Linked DNA regions of Sus scrofa: region 2 is linked to region 1. The links are chromatin contacts, called in public HiChIP or PLAC-seq maps. All regions are on one chromosome and are shown on one strand. Each heading gives the region's core, a stretch centred on a gene start, on an enhancer-like site or on the middle of the called end of the contact. The rest is flanking DNA. Distances are from core to core; before and after follow the strand shown.

The links. HiChIP or PLAC-seq counts read pairs in DNA pulled down with a chosen protein or histone mark.
Region 2: a contact with region 1 is called in an H3K27ac HiChIP or PLAC-seq map of alveolar macrophages. The contact joins two enhancer-like sites. A contact is called at or near these places in 2 of 47 Hi-C or Micro-C datasets (heart right ventricle and subcutaneous adipose tissue) and 1 of 2 datasets of contacts at active chromatin or transcription factors (alveolar macrophages).

Annotation. Positions count from the first base shown.
Region 1 is chr15:104,821,155-104,825,700 of Sscrofa11.1, reverse strand. The region is part of intron 7 of CFLAR (CASP8 and FADD like apoptosis regulator); the gene reads right to left. Among named protein-coding and RNA genes, the nearest start is that of CFLAR, 24 kb to the right of the region's middle. Within about 2 kb of position 1,925, at least 43 of the 83 cell types and tissues checked have an H3K27ac peak or open chromatin away from gene starts, as enhancers often do. A contact at or near this core is called in alveolar macrophages, where this site is marked.
Region 2 is chr15:105,327,385-105,331,930 of Sscrofa11.1, reverse strand. It overlaps ALS2 (alsin), which reads left to right. Exons shown (of 34, transcript XM_021076185.1): 34 at 1,854-3,214. The coding sequence ends at 1,892. Among named protein-coding and RNA genes, the nearest start is that of MPP4, 9.7 kb to the right of the region's middle. Within about 2 kb of position 2,735, at least 12 of the 83 cell types and tissues checked have an H3K27ac peak or open chromatin away from gene starts, as enhancers often do. A contact at or near this core is called in alveolar macrophages, where this site is marked.

The DNA of each region.
Region 1 (4,546 bases), core at 676-3,175:
GCTCTTTAAAAAATTCTTTTTGTCCATCTTCTAGAAGTTTCTACGGTCCTGAGACGAAAGAAACCCCACCCAAACTACTTAGTTCCCATCTGCTCAGGTTGCCCTCATTGGAGAAGTAAACACAGAAATATTTCATCTTTCTAGTAGCAAAGAGAGACATCTTTCTCTTCCTCATTCAAAAAGTCCACATCCTTTTGAGCTCCCCAATAAGTTTCTATTCCTTGTCTGAGGGATGCCTCCAGTTCTCAATTCATTTTCAAGGCAGAAAAGCTGTTCTGGCCTAAGCCCAGAGGTAAAACAAGAATCTTCCCATTCAGGTTGTCACCCAAACAATTAGCCACTTCTCTGGATTTGTTTCCATGTGTCATGACTACGTACCCACTTCTCTTCCTCCCCTGAGGTATGGTCGTCCAGGAGTCTACCACTGCACTCACCCCAAACCCAACAACACAACAGTGTCCAGAGCAGAGATAACTTCCACCAAGGAACAGAGGGGCCCCACCTCATACCAGTTTGGGCGTCATACAAAGGGGTCAGGGGGAGATAAATAACTGAAGGTTATGACACATCACCCTTCACTACCGATTCTCAATTCTCCACACCAAATAAGAACAATATGAAGTATGGAGAGTCACAAATAATTCAGGATAATAACTTCAACCAATAGTTTCAACGTCTTGTCTTGCCAACTTTATCAGCGAGTATTACACTATAAAAGTGAAAGTAAGCAAATGTTATTTCTCTTCTGGCTTCTCAGCAGGAAACAGGAAAAAGATTAAAAGTTGGGAAAGAAACACAGCCTTGGGTTAACAACAAACTGGGAACTAAGCAGCCACTGGACAAACAAGAGCTGGCTCGAGTGCTCTTAATTCAATTTGGCCAGCCTATGGGCAGTATCTGGACACAATCACATACAGTCTCGTAGAACTTTCTACTCAGGAGGCTCACATCCTGCCAGATATGGCAGATTTAAATAAGTCTGTGACTCCTCGACCCTCCTTGCTTAAAAAGATAGTGTGTAATCCCCTCCCCTTGAACACAGGTAACTCGTTCCTAATGAATGGAGTGTGGCAGAAGGGCTACCACGTGACATTCAAAGTCAAATCACTAGGGGGAAGCCAGCTGCCATGTCTTGAGAACACTCCAGACAGGGCCCTGGTGCCAAACAGGTCCCCAGTGCCATGTGAAGAGGCCCACATGGAGAAGAACGCAAGCCACACACCAACTTCCCAGCCACTCGAGAAGCTCCTCCAATGCCAAGGACCCAAGCTGACATATGACAGCAACCTCTCAAGAGACTCAGGGCTGGGACAGCCTGGCTCCGTCACTTCTAAATTCCAGACCCCCAGAAGCTATGAGAGGTATAAATAAATTAGTATCGTTGTTTTAAGCTATAACATTTTGGAGCAATTTGTACACATTATGAGATAAATAATTCACTAGGTAAGTCAGCAAAAGGGAATGATAATAACCATTACCTAAGAATGGAGTGTAATTAAGCAACTTACTTTTCTCCTTCCGCCTGACCCGCAAGTAAGGTAGGGGTGAAGAAAATGAATTAAATTCATTTTTTGAAATATATATATATCAAGTAATAATAAGATACAAGCCCCCAAGAGATATAAAGAAGTTGCCAATCTCCTTAAAACCTTACAATAACTAAGTATGTTCAAGGAATGACAGTTGCTGAAAACCTATTAAGTACCTCACTTGTCAGCATAGGAGCTCAGAGTGCTAGGAGAGGTGAAGAAGCACTGCCCCCTAGGCACGGCCTCTGAGGGTGTAGGTAAGGCTTGAGATCCAGTTCTGAGCTGGGGATGACACACAGGGCTGTACCATGTACCAGGTACCAGGACAGAGCCTGGACAGGACTCAGGGGCCATCCCCACTGCTTTATTCCAAACGCTCCCTTCCGGAGTGGCACTCTCTAGTCATGGAGCACTCTCTCCTCCAGGGGGCAGAAGCGAACCGAGAAACATCAGGCTCAAAGCTCTTTTGTTTACTTAATTTCAGACTGGCTCCCTGGATCAAAACCTTCTTTTCACTGATAAGAGTGCCTCCCTTATCAAAGTCTTTGAAAGAAAGCCATAGTCTCCCTTTCCATCCTGACATGCAGAGGTCTGGAGGCAACACAGGCTGTCTTGTGCCTTAATCTCTTTTCTTTATCTGGGTTCTGGCTAGAGCAGCAGCTGGGCTGTCATAAGGCAGTCAGCAGGCAGCTGCGTGATACGAGGGTAAAAGAGGAACAGCCTTGGAAACCCAAGATGTGAGTTTCAGTCCTGGCCTCTCCACCTACTTGCTGGTCTGAACCTTGCCTGGTCCTGAAAGAAGACTGACTGACACCATGGGAATCTGAGGTCTAGGGAATCTGAGGAAGGTCTCACCTAATAGAACAGGAGGAAAAAGCCTAAAGCTGGAGGTGAAGCTAAAGGCCAAACAGGTCCCCAATGCCAAGTATAAGGCCAATAAGAACACCAAATCTAGGGCCTCAGACCAAGATGGAGCATCCCCTAAACATCCCTGTGGCAACACAGTCACTCCAGGGACACAGCCTGAAGCCATCAGGCTGGCATTTCCCATGAACATCACATCTTTCCTCTGACAGATGGTGAGGATGGATGCTGGGTGCCATTTGCAATGTTCTTTCTTGGGCTAGCAAGAAAGAATAAGGATAGAGCCCAGTCTAATTTACAGGATCAAGGGGATCACGACAGTGTGACTTTGAACAAATTACATCTGTAATTTATCCACCTATAAAATGGGATCAATACTGATGCCTCTACCATGTCCTCCAGAAGGTGGCTGTGAGGCTCCATTGAGATGTCTATAAGGACGCTTTGCAAATTGTGAGCAGTTATTCAAACATAAGATATTAATTTGAGGAGTTCCCGTCGTGGCGCAGTGGTTAACAAATCCGACTAGGAAACATGAGGTTGCGGGTTCGGTCCCTGCCCTTGCTCAGTGGGTTAATGATCCAGCGTTGCTGTGAGCTGTGGTGTAGGTTGCAGATGCGGCTCGGATCCCGCGTTGCTGTGGCTCTGGCGTAGGCCGGAGGCTACAGCTCCAACTGGACCCCTAGCCTGGGAACCTCCATATGCCGTGGGAGCGGCCCAAGAAATAGCTAAAAAAAAGACCCCAAAAAAAAAATAATTAAATAAATAAGATATTAATTTGAGGAGTTCCCATTGTGGCTCAGCAGGTTAAGAATTGATGTGGTCTTTGTGAGGATGTGGGTTTGATCTCTGGCCTCACTCAGTGGGTTAAGCAGCCAGCACCGCCACAAGCTGCAGTGTAGATGGCAGATACAGCTCGCATCGGGTGTTGCCATAGCTGTGTCATAGGTCTCAGCTGCAGCTCTAATGGAACCCCTAGCTAGGAACTTCCATTAGTTGCAGATGTGGCCATAAAAAGGAAAAAAAAAAAAGGATTAATTTTGAAGAAATAAAGGCACTTTACTACAAGTCATGGAGCTTTCTCTCACATTGGAATCTACCTCCTTAGAACCCAGAGGGAGGTCTCTACAGTCTAAACTCAAATGGACTCAGAGCAGCTAGATTTTGTGTCCTATGCATCAACAGCAACTTCCTTGTCCTTACTAGCAAATAGAGGAAGAAAAACTTGGGTGCTGAGTTTGGAAATAAAACTTCAGCAAACTGCAGAAGTCCCACTTCTCCTTCTACCCACCCTGGAAATCCCACTCCTGACCCAGCCCTGTCTCTGTAAAATTCAACTGTTCTTTAGAAATTAACTTAATGAAATCATGAGGCATTTCCTCTGGCCTTGACATCGGTACAGGGCTAGAATCAATCCTACCCACAGATTTGTGGGACTATCGAGAGGAAATCCAAAAAATTAAAACCAGTTAAATGGCATGACCCCATTCATTGAGAATGTGTTTTGATCTTAAGTGAGTTCATATTTATCTTGACAACTATCTACAAGAATGCAGTTCATTAAATAAATGTTCGGAATAAATGAGTAATTCATTAGTCTATTTACAATCACTCAAATGCCTTCAGTAAGGCCAGTTCGAATTACTATAAAACACATGAATGGGAAGGATACTGTGGAAAGGGGAGTTCTAAAGTCAAATGTGAATGGAAAATGCAAGGTTGACGAGACTTAACCAGGTTCCTTTACAGGAAGACTACTAGAAACCTTCAAGGCCAACATGCATTGCTCATCTCCTAAAGTAGAACAAATTACTCAGCATTTCCCAAATTCACTTGACCCCAAAACTCATGTTATACAAGTTCTTCTTCCTATATTACAGAAACACTGTGCTAGGAGTTTCCGTGGTGGCTCAGTGGTTAACGAATCCGACTAGGAACCATGAGGTTGCAGGTTCGATCCCCAGCCTTGCTCAGTGGGTTAAGGATCCGGGGTTGCTGTGAGCTGTGGTATAGGTCGCAGATGCAGCTTAGATCCCACATTGCTGTGGCTCTGGTGTAGGCCGGCAGCAACAGCTCCGATTGGACCCCTAGCCTGGGAATCTCCATATGCCGCGGGAGCGGCCCAAGAAAATGGCAAAAAGACAAAAAAAAAA
Region 2 (4,546 bases), core at 1,486-3,985, 510 kb before region 1:
TTGGAAGTCATTTCAGTTCCCCTGCCTTGATTTCTCTTGGAATTTGATACAATTATTCTGAAGTTTATTGGAAGAAAAATATGGCAGAAACACCTCAGAAAAAAAGGGACAGTTTAGCCCACTATGCCAATTAGTGAAGTATTGTGAAATGGCAATAATTAAGAAAGTATGCTACTGGAGTTGCCTCGTGGCTCAGCTGGTTAAGGATCCAGCATTGTCACTGCTGTGGTGTGGTTTCCATCCCTGGCCTGGGAACTTCTATGTGCCGTGGGCATGCCCCCCCCAAAAAAATAGTATATTACTGTCACTGGAATAGATAAATGCCTTAGAGAAGGGATAGCCCCCATATAGGCAGTATTATAATGGAAACCTCACATATGAAAATGGAAACATCAAACACAAAAATGGAAAAGAAAAGAGTTATTTAATAAATGGTCAAAGTATTGGAATAGCTTATTAGCTGTTTTGGAGGGAGGGTTGGAATCAAGAGTGGAATCATTCATATAGCAAATTACAGATGCCTTAAGGTTTAAATGTACACGAAGGGAGTGAGACGAGAAGATAGGCAAGTTAAAATGAGAAAAATACTAGAACTTAATGTCAGGGTTTCAGGCTTGGGCTAATTATTTAAACTTTTTGACTTAACTAAACTTGAAAAAGGTGGGGGCCACTGGGGAAAATATTGGCTACCAATAACTTACATTATTAGTATTTCTGTTATATGAAGAGCATCTCTAAACATATCACCAAGGAAGAAACTGAATTTTAATACATTTATATATAGGAAGATGCTCAACCTCACTGCCAATTTAAAGAAGGCGTCATTTCGTCTCTGCTCAATTAGCAAAAATGTTACAGAATTATACCCAGTGAAGTCAGAATCAGTCCCACATTGCCGATAATGGAATAAATAGCAATCACCGTTTTGGTTTCGTTTGTTTTCTTTCTTTCTTTTCCTTTTTATGCCACACTTGCAGCATATGGAAGTTCCCGGGCTAGGGGTTGAATCAGAGCTGCAGCTGCCGACCTACATCACAGCCACAGCAGTGCCAGATCCAAGCCGCATCTGCAGCCTACCCTGCAGCTTGCAGCAGCACCAGATCTCTAGCCCACTGAGCAAGGCCAGGGATCCAACCCTCATCCTCACAGACGCTATGTCAGGTTCTTAACCCACTGAGCCACAATGGGAACTCCAGCAGTCACCTTTTGAAAAAAACAATTGTTATTAATACTTATATCAACAACCTCAAAAATGTTGGTAGAGTTTGAGTGTCCTAATCCTGGAGATTTATCCCAAGAAATTAAAGAATGGAAAATATTGTGTATTATTTGTATGAGGTGTTCTTTGTGTAAGAGTAACTCCCAAACCTGGATACTTTCAGAATCACTTGGAGATGCTTCTTCAAAATGCATTCCTGGAAATTCTGACTCCGTAGGTCTGGAATGATGCTTAATCTCAACCAGTGTGGTTATCAAACATGCTGGGTGATTTTGATTACAGTCGTTTGTATACATTAAACTGATCACCAACATATGCTCAATGTCTGTTCAATAGTGGCTTAGCAAATTAAGGTATTTCTGCTTAATGAAGAATATTATACAGCTTGTAAAAATTTTTTTGTCCGTTTTAGAGTTAGAGGGAATTTTACGAAATTTTAGCTCTACTAATTATAACTCGGAAAAATAGACATGGGCTGGGGAGGAGGACCGGCAGAAACAGGGAAATGAAAGCACCTGATTTTGTTGAGCTATCAGTATTCATAAGGAGTTTCTGTTCTTGGTCTCATGTGCATTGTTATGTTTATGTAATTTCTTTTCAAGTAAGTTTGAAATGGTTGTGAACTTTTTTTCAGGCATGTTACTACCAGATCCAGCGTGAGAAGCTTAACTAGGCTGCATAACAGCTTGACAACTGGATTATCTATTCAGAGTGTTTTAGCACCATCTGCCATCTTCCTGTGGTGGCAAACAAAGAATGGTGTTGAAATGAGGACGTTGTATTATTTTGGTTGTTGTTTCTGAGCCTTGCTAATGATTGGAGCTCTGAGCCCAGACTAAAAGTAGTTGAAGGGGAGGATTGACAAGGAGGAAGAAATCAGATCGACTTTAGTCCCTGGCCTACGTTAAGTTCCCCAAATATGCATCTACTGTTGAAAAAAAGAGGCTCTCCCTTCCTACAGTAAAGAGTATGCCAGCTCATGAAGTTGTAAGAAAAAACTCTCAGTATAGCTTCTTCTATTAAGGAAGTGAATGAATATTTTTGAGCTTCCGGTTTGCCTGCAGTTACCCCAGACCCTTTGCAAGGAGCAGATTGTACTGGAAACTACAGTCGCCACACTCTGCCTTCCTCAATTCCTTGCAGTCATGTGTGCACCATTTCTTCTTTGCTGAGGGAGGGGAAAGAGGAACTTTTAAACTGCAGTTTTAACTTTTTTAAGCTTTTCCACCAGGGTATTCATGATGGGAGAGGTTCTGTGCCGTTAGTACCACACCGTAACCCCCAGCATGGAGCACGTCCAAATAGGAGCCTTCTGCCTCCTGACTAGGAAAGTACGTAGGAATTTTGTTCTTGGATTCCTTACAAGGCTACAGAGTGAATACACTGGAATTCTGACACTGGCTCTGAGCTGCTACGGAACCCCATTCATCCATGTGCAAACGCTGTATCCCGAGGCCTGTGAATGAGAGCCTGAAGAGCTTCGGCATGCAGGCTATGTTCGGAGCAGGACTAGAGACTGGGAAATACGGAAGCAAGAACCGCATCTGTCCTTGACCTGGTATTGTGGTCCTCCCCATACCTCGCACTGAACTCACAGAGGGGAAGGAAAAGGAAACACGCTTTGGCTTTTCCCCTATCAAAAGTGTTGTGACCCCTCGATCTTTTAACCTTCTAGTGTTTCGCTTTGGGCCTTTTTTTTTTTTTTTTTTTTTTTGAATGTCCTGTTATAAGTGGTTGGTTTACATTGTTCAAGTAACACTAGTAGCTGTTTGAGATAACATAGGTGCTCTTCCCGTCTCATCTCCTCCACACCAGAGTGAGCGTACGGAGTATTCTCCTGCTTTATGTTAACATCAGCAGATGTTAATCAATTTTCAAAAAGGATCATGGTTTCTGCTCTACTTTATAATCAAGACAAGTGTTTATTAAAATACTGTTTCGGAATGTTGGCTGTAATGTAACAGCAATTTTCATAATAAAAGATGTTCATCTTTACGAGGTTGTTTTATGATTGCAAAAGAAATGAAACAGGGCAGCCTAAAAATTTAAAAGAAACCCAAGTTTAGTTTTTTGGGGTGGATGAGGTTTCCCTGCATTGGAATCTGTGCCTCTTTGTAGAGGCCTCAGATCCCACTGGGGTTTTAGAGATCTCTCTAAAATAAACATAAACGTGGGAGTTCCCATTGGCTCAGCAGTAATGAACCCAACTATTATCCATGAGGATGCAGGATTGATCCCTGGTCCTACTTGGTGGGTTAAGGATCTGGTATTGCTGTGAGCTGCAGTGTAGGTCACAGATGTGGCTCGGATCTGGCTTTGCTGTAGCTGTGGTGTAGGCCGGTAGCTGTAGCTCTGATTTGACCCCTAGCCTGGGAACTTCCATATACCGTAGGTGTGGCCCTAAAAAGCTAATAATTAGTTAAACATAAACATAATAGTGTCTTTGCTGACAAAGAACAAATTAATTTTCAGACCCTAATAAGCTGAGGACAAGAGTCTTAAAAAGAAATACTAGTATTATTTCTTTGAATAAAAGACATATTTTGATAGTTACAGGTTAAATTTTTTCCCCTACACAGATTCAGGGAAGGAAAACAAGAGGATTTAAAATTTTGGCTAGAAATATGAGGCCTTAGTTAATTGTATACCAGTTGTAATGTCACTTTAGGGAGCGTTTACTTCTCACTGCTGCTTCCTACCAGAATATACCCGCCCATTACTGGAAAGGGACCAAAACAAAGATTTGTTTATGTTAAACACTTTATGTTTCCATTAGGAATTGTTTTGATTTTTGGAATAAACAAATTCCACATTTGTCTCATAAAGGTAAGTTTACTAAATGTCTTTGATCCTAACTTAAGAGGGAAAAACAGAGATAACTGTGGAAGTGGACAAAGAAAAACTTGAAATTCACTAAAAAGTTTTCAAATGATGTTAAGCTGTCTCAGTTCTAAGAGAAACATAATTCATCCTTTTATTAGAGTCTTGAATGAAACTGTTCTATTACTTTAGACTCTGTACTGTATTTATACTTTACAGGGAAAGTATAAATATGAATTAAACATTAAAATTATACATTTTTGGATTTCCCGTCATGGAGCAGTGGAAACGAATCTGACTAGGAACCATGAGGTTGCAGGTTCGATCCCTGGCCTTGCTCAGTAGGTTAAGGATCCGGCATTGCTGTGGTGTAGTCCAGAGGTGGCTCAGATCTGGCCTGGCTGTGGCTCTGGTGTAGGCCAGCAGCTGTAGTTCCAATAAGACCCCTAGCCTGGGAATCTCCATATGCCATGGATGTGGCCTTAAGAAAAAGGACAAAAGACAAAA